Regions from separate parts of the Mus musculus genome. Here all the other regions are linked to region 3. The links are chromatin contacts, called in public HiChIP or PLAC-seq and promoter capture Hi-C maps. All regions are on one chromosome and are shown on one strand. The core of a region is the stretch at or near the end of the contact, and the rest is flanking DNA. Distances in the headings are between cores, read along the strand shown. Region 1 overlaps Cers4 (ceramide synthase 4). Region 2 overlaps Gm6410 (a long non-coding RNA gene). Region 3 holds the start of Prr36 (proline rich 36).

Region 1 (2,892 bases), core at 387-2,886, 300 kb before region 3:
TTGCTAAGCTGGTCTCCTCTAGAGGCTCCTGGGAGAATATGAATATTGCCTTTTCCAGCAACAAAACTCAAAATTCTACATCTGGGCTATGCCCCCAGCTCCTGACTCAGGGATTCTAAGCAGTCACTCTTGAGGAAGTAAGATGAAGGGCTTCAGGGTTCCTCAGTTTCCATTTTCTCCTTTGAAACTCAGCTCCATATCCTCACATCTCATATATCCAGTCTGAAATATGAGTACAACAGATATGTACTTTACTGGGGAATGGAGTGGAGGTGAGAACAGGAGGTTCCATCCTGGCTGGTTTAATTCCTGGCTCAGTCATTTACCAGTTATGTAACCTTGGGAGCAGATGCCTTGCTCTCTCTGTGACTCAGTTTTCCCATCTGTAACTGGGATCCACAATAGTTCATTCCTAATAAGTGGCTGGAAATGACGCCTACAGCCGTGTGAGAACAGTGCCAGTAATGATTTGGGGGAGGGAAGTGGTCCGAGAAAGACTGAGGGGTCACTGGTATGTGGCAGCTTCTGGATGATGCTTTGTGTGGTGAGTGGTTTATGCGTACATGGGCAAGTCCACGAGCTCTGCATGTACATGTGGAGCCCAGAGGTAGACCCTAGGTATCTTCCTAAATTGTTTCCCACTTTATTTTTTTGAGCCAGGTTCTCTCACTGTACCTATAGTTTACAAGCTGGCTGGAATGCCCAGTGAGTACCCAGGATCCCCCTGTCTCTAATCCCCAGCACTGGAATCAGAAGCATTTCTGTGAGTGTCTTCTTGCTTGCAGAGCAAAGGTGCCACGAGGCAGTGGGTGCTTTTCTTCTTCATGCTCCACTCCTCAGGTCCCCACACTCCCAGTTCTGAGAGTGGAACCCAGAACCAGGCTAGGCAAATGCTCTCCAATAACACATACACCCAGCCCCACACTGGTAGATTCTAGACAGACAATCTACTTTTGAGCCACAACCCCAGTCCTATGATGGCACTCTACCACGAAGACATGACCCTTGCCCCTCACTGGGGGATTCTAGAAAGGGTCTTTTCCACTGAGTCACACTCCCAGATCCACAATGGTAGATTCTAAGCCTGTGCTCTACTGCTGAACCATCCCCCCTCCCAGCCTCTTATTAAGAGGAGCCTAGGGAGGTCCAGCCCTCCTGGTGGGTTCTAGGTAAGGATGCGCCATACAATTCCAGCTCCTTACTGGAAGATGCTAGAAATATATTGCGTCTGCAGTGCCGGGATAGGTCCCATGGCCCGTCAGATGCTAGCCAAGCACTCACCAGTGAGCCACCCCCACCACATCCCCCAGCACCTGGTTTTCAAAGTCAGGGTCTCCCAGAATATCCTGGCATTCAAAATCCTCCTGCCTCTGCCTCCCCAGTTCTGGGATGGAAAATGTGCATCACCACCAGTTTTCTAGGTGATTCCTAGGCAGTTCTCAGCCTGGAAACCCTCCTGACCTCTATTGTCCTTCCCTTAAATTCTATGCCTTGTGCTCAAGTTGGGTTAGGCCAGAGCAGCCTACAGGGCAATGAATGTGAGCGAGGTCAAGCAAAGAGTCAGTGTAGGTTGCTGCGCCAACATGTCCGGTCTCGACCTTTATTATCCTCAAGGCCCTCCTACCCCTGTGTTTCTCCCTTCTCCCTCAGCTTGCCAGCTCTTTGAAGCCCGGCTGGCTCCTCTCCCAGCCAGGCCCCTCCACCTGGAACTCAGCTGATAATCCCTCTTACTGACTAAAAATATCCCTCGAGGAGAGAGACCAGGGCTTTGTGCTAAGGGGCCCAGCATAGGGACCAGCTAAGCTGAAGGGAAGAGAGAGGCAGGGAGGAAGGGAGAAAAGAAAGGCGAGGGGAGTGGAGAAAGAGCTAAATATCCTACCCTGCCCTGCCTACGGTGGGGGTTGGGGACTGCTGTGTGTTTAAGTTTGATCCTAGCTGTTCGGAAAGTCCTGTTGTAACCAGCCTAACAGGGATAAACTCACTCTAAACAAACACTTTGGGCCCCTCACTTTGGCTATCAGAGTATTGAAACAATGAGCCCCAAGAAACTGGAATTTCCCCCCACCCTCAACCCCAGCCCCAACCCCCAGGAATCTCCAGCTGGGAGAGAAGAAAGTCTAAAGCCTGGGCCAACAGAGGAGAACTTTCTCCAGGAATGAGGTTTACACTTTGCCAACAACTTGTCAGACCACCTCGCTGAAGACAGGAAACCCAGACAGCACTGGACGGGACCACACCTTGACTGAGATGGCTTAGACATCCATAATTCTGGCCTCTACTTAACTCTTCACCTCCCTTTAGGACCCCAAACACAGTTTTGGGAGAGTCTCTAAATTTCTTTGTCCCACTTCACAATGTAGCCACACTGAGTAAATCTGCTTTTCACTGTTAATTTGGCTGTTCTAATTGACATATGGGGAATAAGTTGCCAATTCTGGCTTGTTGGAGCACAGGCTGTCACCACAAATCCTATCACACCAGTACCCCTCATCAACCACCAGAACTTTGCAGGGAGCAGGAACTGCTTTGTTTTGTTTTCTGTCTTTCTGAAAACAAGATTATGGGAAAGTAAATCAATCAAGACCTCCCTGACACATTTCCTGGGGAGGCCCATTCCTGCCTGGGCTCACCTGATTCCTGCAGGTAGAGGCCTAGAACTAAACACATCAGGGGCTCTACAAGATGAGGGGAGTGTTTTCAGATTGCTAAAGCCAGTCCTGCACTGGACTCCTAGCTGTCCTTTCCAAGTGACCCTGGCTCCCCCCAGGGCAACCAGCAAGTGCTGATGACCAGACAGACTGAAGGTCCAGAATACATCTCACAAAGATCTCAAGGAAGGCCCTAAGTCTAAGACTCTGCCTTGCCCCACCCCCTCAGAGGTTGCCATGTTTC
Region 2 (3,013 bases), core at 124-2,623, 460 kb before region 3:
TTGTTGAATAGTGGGAGTAGACTGAAGATCTGTGGGTGTTTTCTGTAGTGGAAGTGTCCTAAAGGAGTATGGGCATGGTCTGAGAGTAGTGGGTGTGCCCTGAAGGAGGATGGGCGTGGTCTCAGAGTAGTGTGCTTGGCCTAAAGGAGGGTGGGCATGTTCTGAAGCTGCATGGGCATGGCCTAAATGAGGGTGGGCGTGGCATTTGAAAGCATGGGCATGAATATCATTTGCATATTTGCTTATTCACATATGCATTTACATGTACACTTGCGTGCACATTGCATATACAATTACATATCATTTGTATGTGCATTTATAAATACATTTACATATATGAAAAGACCAAAAGACAACTGGGATAATTCCCACAGTGACTCGCAACTGAGGATAGCCACGTGGGTAGGGTGTCCTCCTCAAACCTAACATGAAGAAACAAAAAAAAGATTCAGAAGTCAGCCAGTCCTTCTCAGTGACTATGTAAATGTCTATGTAAATTTGTGGATGTGTCCTCGCTGTCTATGTAAATGTCTATGTGTATTTGTGGTTGTGTTCTGAGTAACTATGTAAATGTCTACATAAATATCTCTGTAAATTTGTGGGCATGTTCTCAGTGTCTATGTAAATGTCTATGTGGGCGGGCCTACCAATGTGTGGGCAGGCCTAAAGATGTGTGGGAGTGGCCTAAAGATGTCTGGGCGGGCCCAAAGATGTTATGGAGTGGCCTAAAAGTGTCTGGGCGGGCCTAATTTGAGGTGTGTTCTGTCTCTGTAAATTTGGGGGCGTGTTCTAACTGTCTATGTAAATGTATATGTAAATTTGGGGGCGTGTTCTGACTATGTAAGTGTCCTAAAGATGTGTGAGAGGAGCCTGAGTGTAGTGGGAGGATCCTAAGGATGTGTGGGAGGGGCCTGAATGTAGTGGGAAGGTCCTAAAGATGTGTGGGAGTGTCCTAAAATGTGTGGGAGGGGCCTGAGTATAGTGGGCGGGTCCTAAAGATGTGTGGGAGTGTCATAAAGACGTGTGGGAGGGGCCTGAGTGTAGTGAGAGGGTCCTAAAGATGTGTAGGAGTGGCCTAAAAAAGTGTGGTAGGGGCCTGAGTGTAGTGGGAGGGCCTAAAGATGTGTGGGAGGGGGCTGAGTGTACTGGGAGGGCCTAACGTTGTGTGGGAGGGGCCTGAGTATAGTGGAAGTGTCCAAAAGATGTGAGTGTCCTAAAGATGTGTGTGAGTTGCCTAAGGATGTGTGGAAGAGGCATAAAGCCCTGTGGGCATAGCCTGAGTGTTGTGGGCGGGGCCTAAAGTCCTGTAGTAGTGGCCTGAGAGTATTGGGCAGGGCATGAAGCTGTGTAGGCTTGGCCTGAGTGTAATGGGTGTGGCTTGAGTGTAGTGGGAACAGCATTAAAGCCGTGTGGGCGTGATCTAGGTGTAGTGGGTGTGACATAAAGACGTGTCGGCAGCGGCTGTGACCTACCACGTCACGGCGGCTGTGGGAACGGAGGCGTCTGACTGACATTGGGGTCACCGAGCGACCGGGGCGCATGGGTCGCGGCAGTTACCGTTGGGACGGGGAAACCCCGGCCTCGGCGTCAAAGTCTACGTCAGTGGGCGTGGCAGTGCGCGCACACCTCGATGATGCCGGCTCTGACGTCACAGGAGTCAGAACGCGGAAGCGGGCTCAGGAACCGAATTCACTGTCTGTCTTCAGCTGAGGCGGAATTTACAGCAGGTGTAAGAGTGAGGCAGGGGGATTCCTGTGAGTAAGGAAGGAACTGAGGCAGGGGGATGACCGTGACTGCACGGACCTGAGACAACAGGAGAGAGACTTCCGGTACGCAGCAGGAAGCCCCGCCCGCTTGGCCTTGACTGAGGCAGGGGCTTGCGCTTTATTTTTCTTTTCTCAATATATAAACAAACGCAGTGATGTAGCCGCCCCCTCCGCCTGTCAATCACCGTCTCCGCCCACTGAGCTGTGCTCGCCAATCAGAGAAAAACCTCGCGGGGCTCAGAGGACCCAAACCCGGGACTGGGACAGAATTACGACTCCTAGCATGCCTAGGGGCTACCGCCACCTCACTTCCTGTGGCAAACAGGAGATCCCGCGCGAGGAGGGAAGTAACTACAACTCCCAGCATGCACTAGAATTATTGAACCATAACTTTCTGCGCCAGACAGGATGTGCCTCCGGCCCGGACAGGAAGTCCGATCGGTCTGCTGCGGCCGCAGGGGTTGATGGGAGATGCAGTCCAGTCAGGAAGCTTCGCCTCATGCGTGCCCCGTCCTGCTCGCTGTTTCCGGTCGTACCGAATGGCACCGTGACTGACGGCACGGAGAGGCTTCCAGTGGGCGGCGGGAGCCCCTCTGCGGCGGCGGCTGAGGAGCGAAGCGGGAGCGGGAAACGGAATCACTGTCTGCAGCTGAGGCACGGGGCGGGGGATGACAGCGGGTGTGAGAGTGAGGCAGGGGGATTCCCGTGAATAAAGGAGCTGAGGCAAGGCCATGACAGCAACTGCACTGACATGAGATGGTAGGAAGCCCCGCCCGCTGGCCAGTGACTGACGGCACGGGTTTCCAATCCCCGGTCATTGAACGGCAGGGGGGGCGTGTCGAGGCGGAGAAACCGCGGAACGGAGGAATATTCGAGGACGGGGAATCTGCGCATGCACTGCTGCGCCGGCGGGCTAGAGGACCGGAAGTCCAGGCTGCGGTTCCGCTACCACGCGAATTCTCATGCCACCCATACATTCAACATTTGGTCTCTGTCCCTAAATCACATAACATACAGCAGACACATCTGCTGTTCAATGTTAAGCTACTTTGCAAGCATGGTGGGTTTATATTTTTAATTTTATTATTTTGGATTTTGTTGTTCGAGATAAAAATTTCTCTGTGAAACCCTTTCTGACCTGTTAGTAGGTACAGACACATCAGCCACCTATCATGTTTTTGTACGATAAGCATATGCTTTTGTGCTAAGGAAGCTTCTTAAGAATACCATCTTGTTTAAGATTTACA
Region 3 (3,110 bases), core at 423-2,922:
AGATCAGGCTGGACTCAAACTCACAGAGATCTGCCTACCTCTGCCTCCTGAATGCTAAGATTAAAGGTGTGTAGCCACTACTCCGGCTGTTGTTCTTTGTTTTGTTTTGGTTTTTTGTTTGTTTTGCTTTTTGTTTTGTTTTGTTTTGTTTTTGAGACAGGCCCAGGCTGGTCTCCAATTATCTCTCAGCCAAAGATGATGTTGAAATTGATTTTCAATTGGTCTCCACCCACCAAGTGCTGGAATGATAGCTGCACACCACCATTCCAGGTTTATGTGTTGCTGAGGATAGAGACCAGGACTTTTTGTATGCCACAGAAATACTCTGCCAACTGAGCTACATGGCCAGCCCTGAAAATGCTCTTAATTCTAGGTCCAGCAGACCTCATTCCAGCTGCTTGCTAGCCCTCCTTCTGAAACTTTTGAAGATGTTCCTGGACTCATTTCTTTTATCTAGTTAGCACTGTGATGAGTCAATAAACCTTAAGTAGCCCAGGCGGACCCGGAACTCAGGAGCCTTCTGCCTGTATCTCTAGAGTATTGGCTGTACAGCCCAAAATGCCAACTCAATGAGCCCATATACTTCAGAGATCCCTTACAGACCAGGGTCTTGGTTTAACATCCTCTATGGGTAAGATGCCTTATAAGGCACACCTGCCCCACTGGATCCATGAGCTGGCAAACTAAACTAAAGTGACAGCTTTTAGTTGTTCAACTGGGTTGAGATACTCAGAGTGCTCTCAGTTTCTTCATACACATTTTAGAGAGTTCTCTTTCCCTCTGTAATCGTGTTTTTTGATACTCCACAAATTCAGCTCTGCCAGGAAGTTTCTGAGGACTTGACTGCCTGTGGGCCAGCAAAGTTGAGATGCTCTGCCCCACAGAAGGCAGAGCCACCATCGTGTTTCCTATTTCTCTCCCTTTCTTTCATCCCGCTATTCTTCCTCTCTCCTCTCAACTCTGGGATCTGCTGTGCATCCTCTAAGTCCAAGAGTTTGGGGCCTGGTGAGATAGCTCAGTGGGTAAAGACACTTACGGCCAAGTCTGATCACCTGGATTCTATCTCCAGGACCCACTGGTTGTAGGAGTGAACTGAGCCCTACAAGTTGTTCTTTGACTTTTACCAGTATGCAGTGACATGTGCACAAGGACACACACACACACACACACACACACACACACACACACACACACCAAATAAAATGTAATACAAAGTAACTCCCAGGGTTCTCATTCTCCCACCAACCGTATCAGGTAAGGGCTGTGAGAAAAGTCAAAGTTACAAAATAGGTGACCTGGCACAGGTGTCGCAGGACTATCTAGCCTCCATAGTCATCAAGTGCAGGAAAAGAGGACCAGGGCACACAAAATGGCTGGATTGGTTGGTGGGCCAGAGGCACAATGATCCCGCCCTACTGGTTGCCAAGGCCCAGCCTATCCCTTGTCTAGGAGAGTGTCTGTCTCCAAGTGCTAGAGAAGGGGGGTGTCGGAGCAGGTGCAAGAGCTTGAGTAGAGGACTGTGAGGGTCTTCAAGGATTCCCCCACTGAGCCTCTCGAGTTCTGTGGTTGCTAGACACGACCATTGAAATCGGCCTCTTCTGGGGTATTACAGGGAGGCAGCACCCGCACCTCCCTCGGAGGCGCGCCTCTTTTCTTAGCCCTCTCGGCACGCTCTCGGCTCTGGACCGAGAGCGAGTGCGCGCATCCTCTACTCTCCCCACCCGAAGCTGGGGGGCGGGGCCGTGGCCAAGCTCCCTAGGCTCTGTCGCTTGAAGCCCCCTCCCCTTGCCTTTTCGCTGCTCCCCGCTACTGCTCTCCGGCCCAGCCCCACCCCAAGCGACCCTGTGTGGAGCGGCTGGTGCCCAGAGGCGGAGGTGAACGCGTGCTGTGAGCAGGTGGATCGGGCGGATCGTTGGCATAGGGGACCAGACTGGGGGAGGGGTCAGCTCTTTGTCTCCCAGAGCCCGTTCGCGGGCAACAAGGCCACTCTTTTTCTCTGTGCAGGTGCCTGTGGAACCTGAGGAAGGACGCTGGCGAAGCCCCATCGGCGTGCACACTGAGGCCCCTGAATCTGGAAGCCGGAGGCATTTCCCTGTTTGCCGGATTGGTCATTTAGGTTTTCAAGAGGCGAGGGGGTAGGGGAGTGGATGTTGTTCTTGTAATAGGGCAGAGGCGGGGTCGGGGGTCGGAGGGTGGGGACTGAACAGGGCGTCTTAGCCTTGGGGATGGAGGTAGCCGTAGGACTTGAAAGCGGCCAGGTTGGTGAGCGGGTGTGGGTGCTTAGAAGAAAAACAAATCGAGGCTCTTTAGGCTGAGGTTTAGGCACCCATGGGTGGCGATGCTAGAAGGAAGCACAGGGAGGCTTCAGGATGGTTTGTAGTGATTGGTTCAGGACCTGGGATACCAAGCCTCCTGTCTTCCTCATTAGGTGCGGTATGGACAAGAGGGATAGCGTCAAATCAGGAACTGCCCCGCGAATGCCGTCTTCACGACCCCCTGGCCTTCTGACCCCTAGGCCTCCTTCTGGGTCCGCTCGACCTCCTCCCCCTGTGACCACTGCTGCCCTTCGAGTCTTGGAAGCAAACGGAGCTATGGGGCGAAGGTCCCTGGTGGAGCGAGCCCCAGGCGTCTGCAAAGCCGCTCTTCCACAGACCAGCAAAGCCGCTCTTCCACAGACCAGCAAAGCCGCTCTTCCACAGACCAGCAAAGCAGCTCTTCCACAGACCAGCAAAGCAGCTCTTCCACAGACCACTATTCACGGGGCACCAGCGCGCAGTGCTGGGGCAGGTCCTCGTAGCCCAGGTACTCAGCTTTATTTGTGACCTCCATCTGCACTCTGCTTACCTTCTCTCTTCCTTCTTAGATACTCCTCTTTTTCAGAAGTACCACTGATTTTTGTCTTCTCCCTGAAGCCAACAGGCCCCCAGCTTCTGGGAAAGGAGAGAGGGCCCCTATGAAGACCCCTGGCCAGGGCTCTATTTCTAGCCCCGGGCGTGCCAGCAGTGGGATTGCCAGGTAATAAGTTAATTCCCCCAACTCCCTAATTCCCCAAGCAAGGGTTAGCAATTTGGAACCTTTTGATCTTAGACATGAATGGGCTGGAAAGGTAG

What was found. Promoter capture Hi-C pulls out the DNA fragments that hold promoters and counts their contacts. HiChIP or PLAC-seq counts read pairs in DNA pulled down with a chosen protein or histone mark.
Region 1: a contact with region 3 is called in a promoter capture Hi-C map of embryonic stem cells, with 8 read pairs. The contact joins the enhancer-like site here to the promoter of Prr36 in region 3. A contact is called at or near these places in 3 of 39 promoter capture datasets (the C10 cell line, cranial neural crest and embryonic stem cells), 1 of 484 Hi-C or Micro-C datasets (mammary gland), 1 of 115 datasets of contacts at active chromatin or transcription factors (embryonic stem cells) and 4 of 9 other capture datasets (adipose tissue, embryonic stem cells, liver and 1 more).
Region 2: a contact with region 3 is called in an H3K27ac HiChIP or PLAC-seq map of double positive thymocytes, with 3 times the contacts expected there. The contact joins the enhancer-like site here to the promoter of Prr36 in region 3. A contact is called at or near these places in 1 of 39 promoter capture datasets (cranial neural crest), 1 of 484 Hi-C or Micro-C datasets (LSK cells), 5 of 115 datasets of contacts at active chromatin or transcription factors (astrocytes, double positive thymocytes, memory CD8 T cells and 2 more) and 1 of 9 other capture datasets (liver).

The regions. Positions count from the first base shown.
Region 1 is chr8:4,511,170-4,514,061 of GRCm38.p6, reverse strand. The region is part of intron 1 of Cers4 (ceramide synthase 4); the gene reads right to left. Among named protein-coding and RNA genes, the nearest start is that of Cers4, 19 kb to the right of the region's middle. Within about 2 kb of position 1,636, at least 83 of the 459 cell types and tissues checked have an H3K27ac peak or open chromatin away from gene starts, as enhancers often do. A contact at or near this core is called in embryonic stem cells, where this site is marked.
Region 2 is chr8:4,677,026-4,680,038 of GRCm38.p6, reverse strand. It overlaps Gm6410 (a long non-coding RNA gene), which reads right to left. Exons shown (of 2, transcript XR_378684.4): 1 at 1,473-3,013. Among named protein-coding and RNA genes, the nearest start is that of Gm6410, 3.7 kb to the right of the region's middle. Within about 2 kb of position 1,373, at least 411 of the 459 cell types and tissues checked have an H3K27ac peak or open chromatin away from gene starts, as enhancers often do. A contact at or near this core is called in LSK cells, astrocytes, double positive thymocytes and 4 more, where this site is marked.
Region 3 is chr8:4,215,874-4,218,983 of GRCm38.p6, reverse strand. Prr36 (proline rich 36) reads left to right here and starts at 1,672. Exons shown (of 7, transcript NM_207203.2): 1 at 1,672-1,895; 2 at 2,005-2,116; 3 at 2,429-2,802; 4 at 2,913-3,015. The coding sequence starts at 2,436.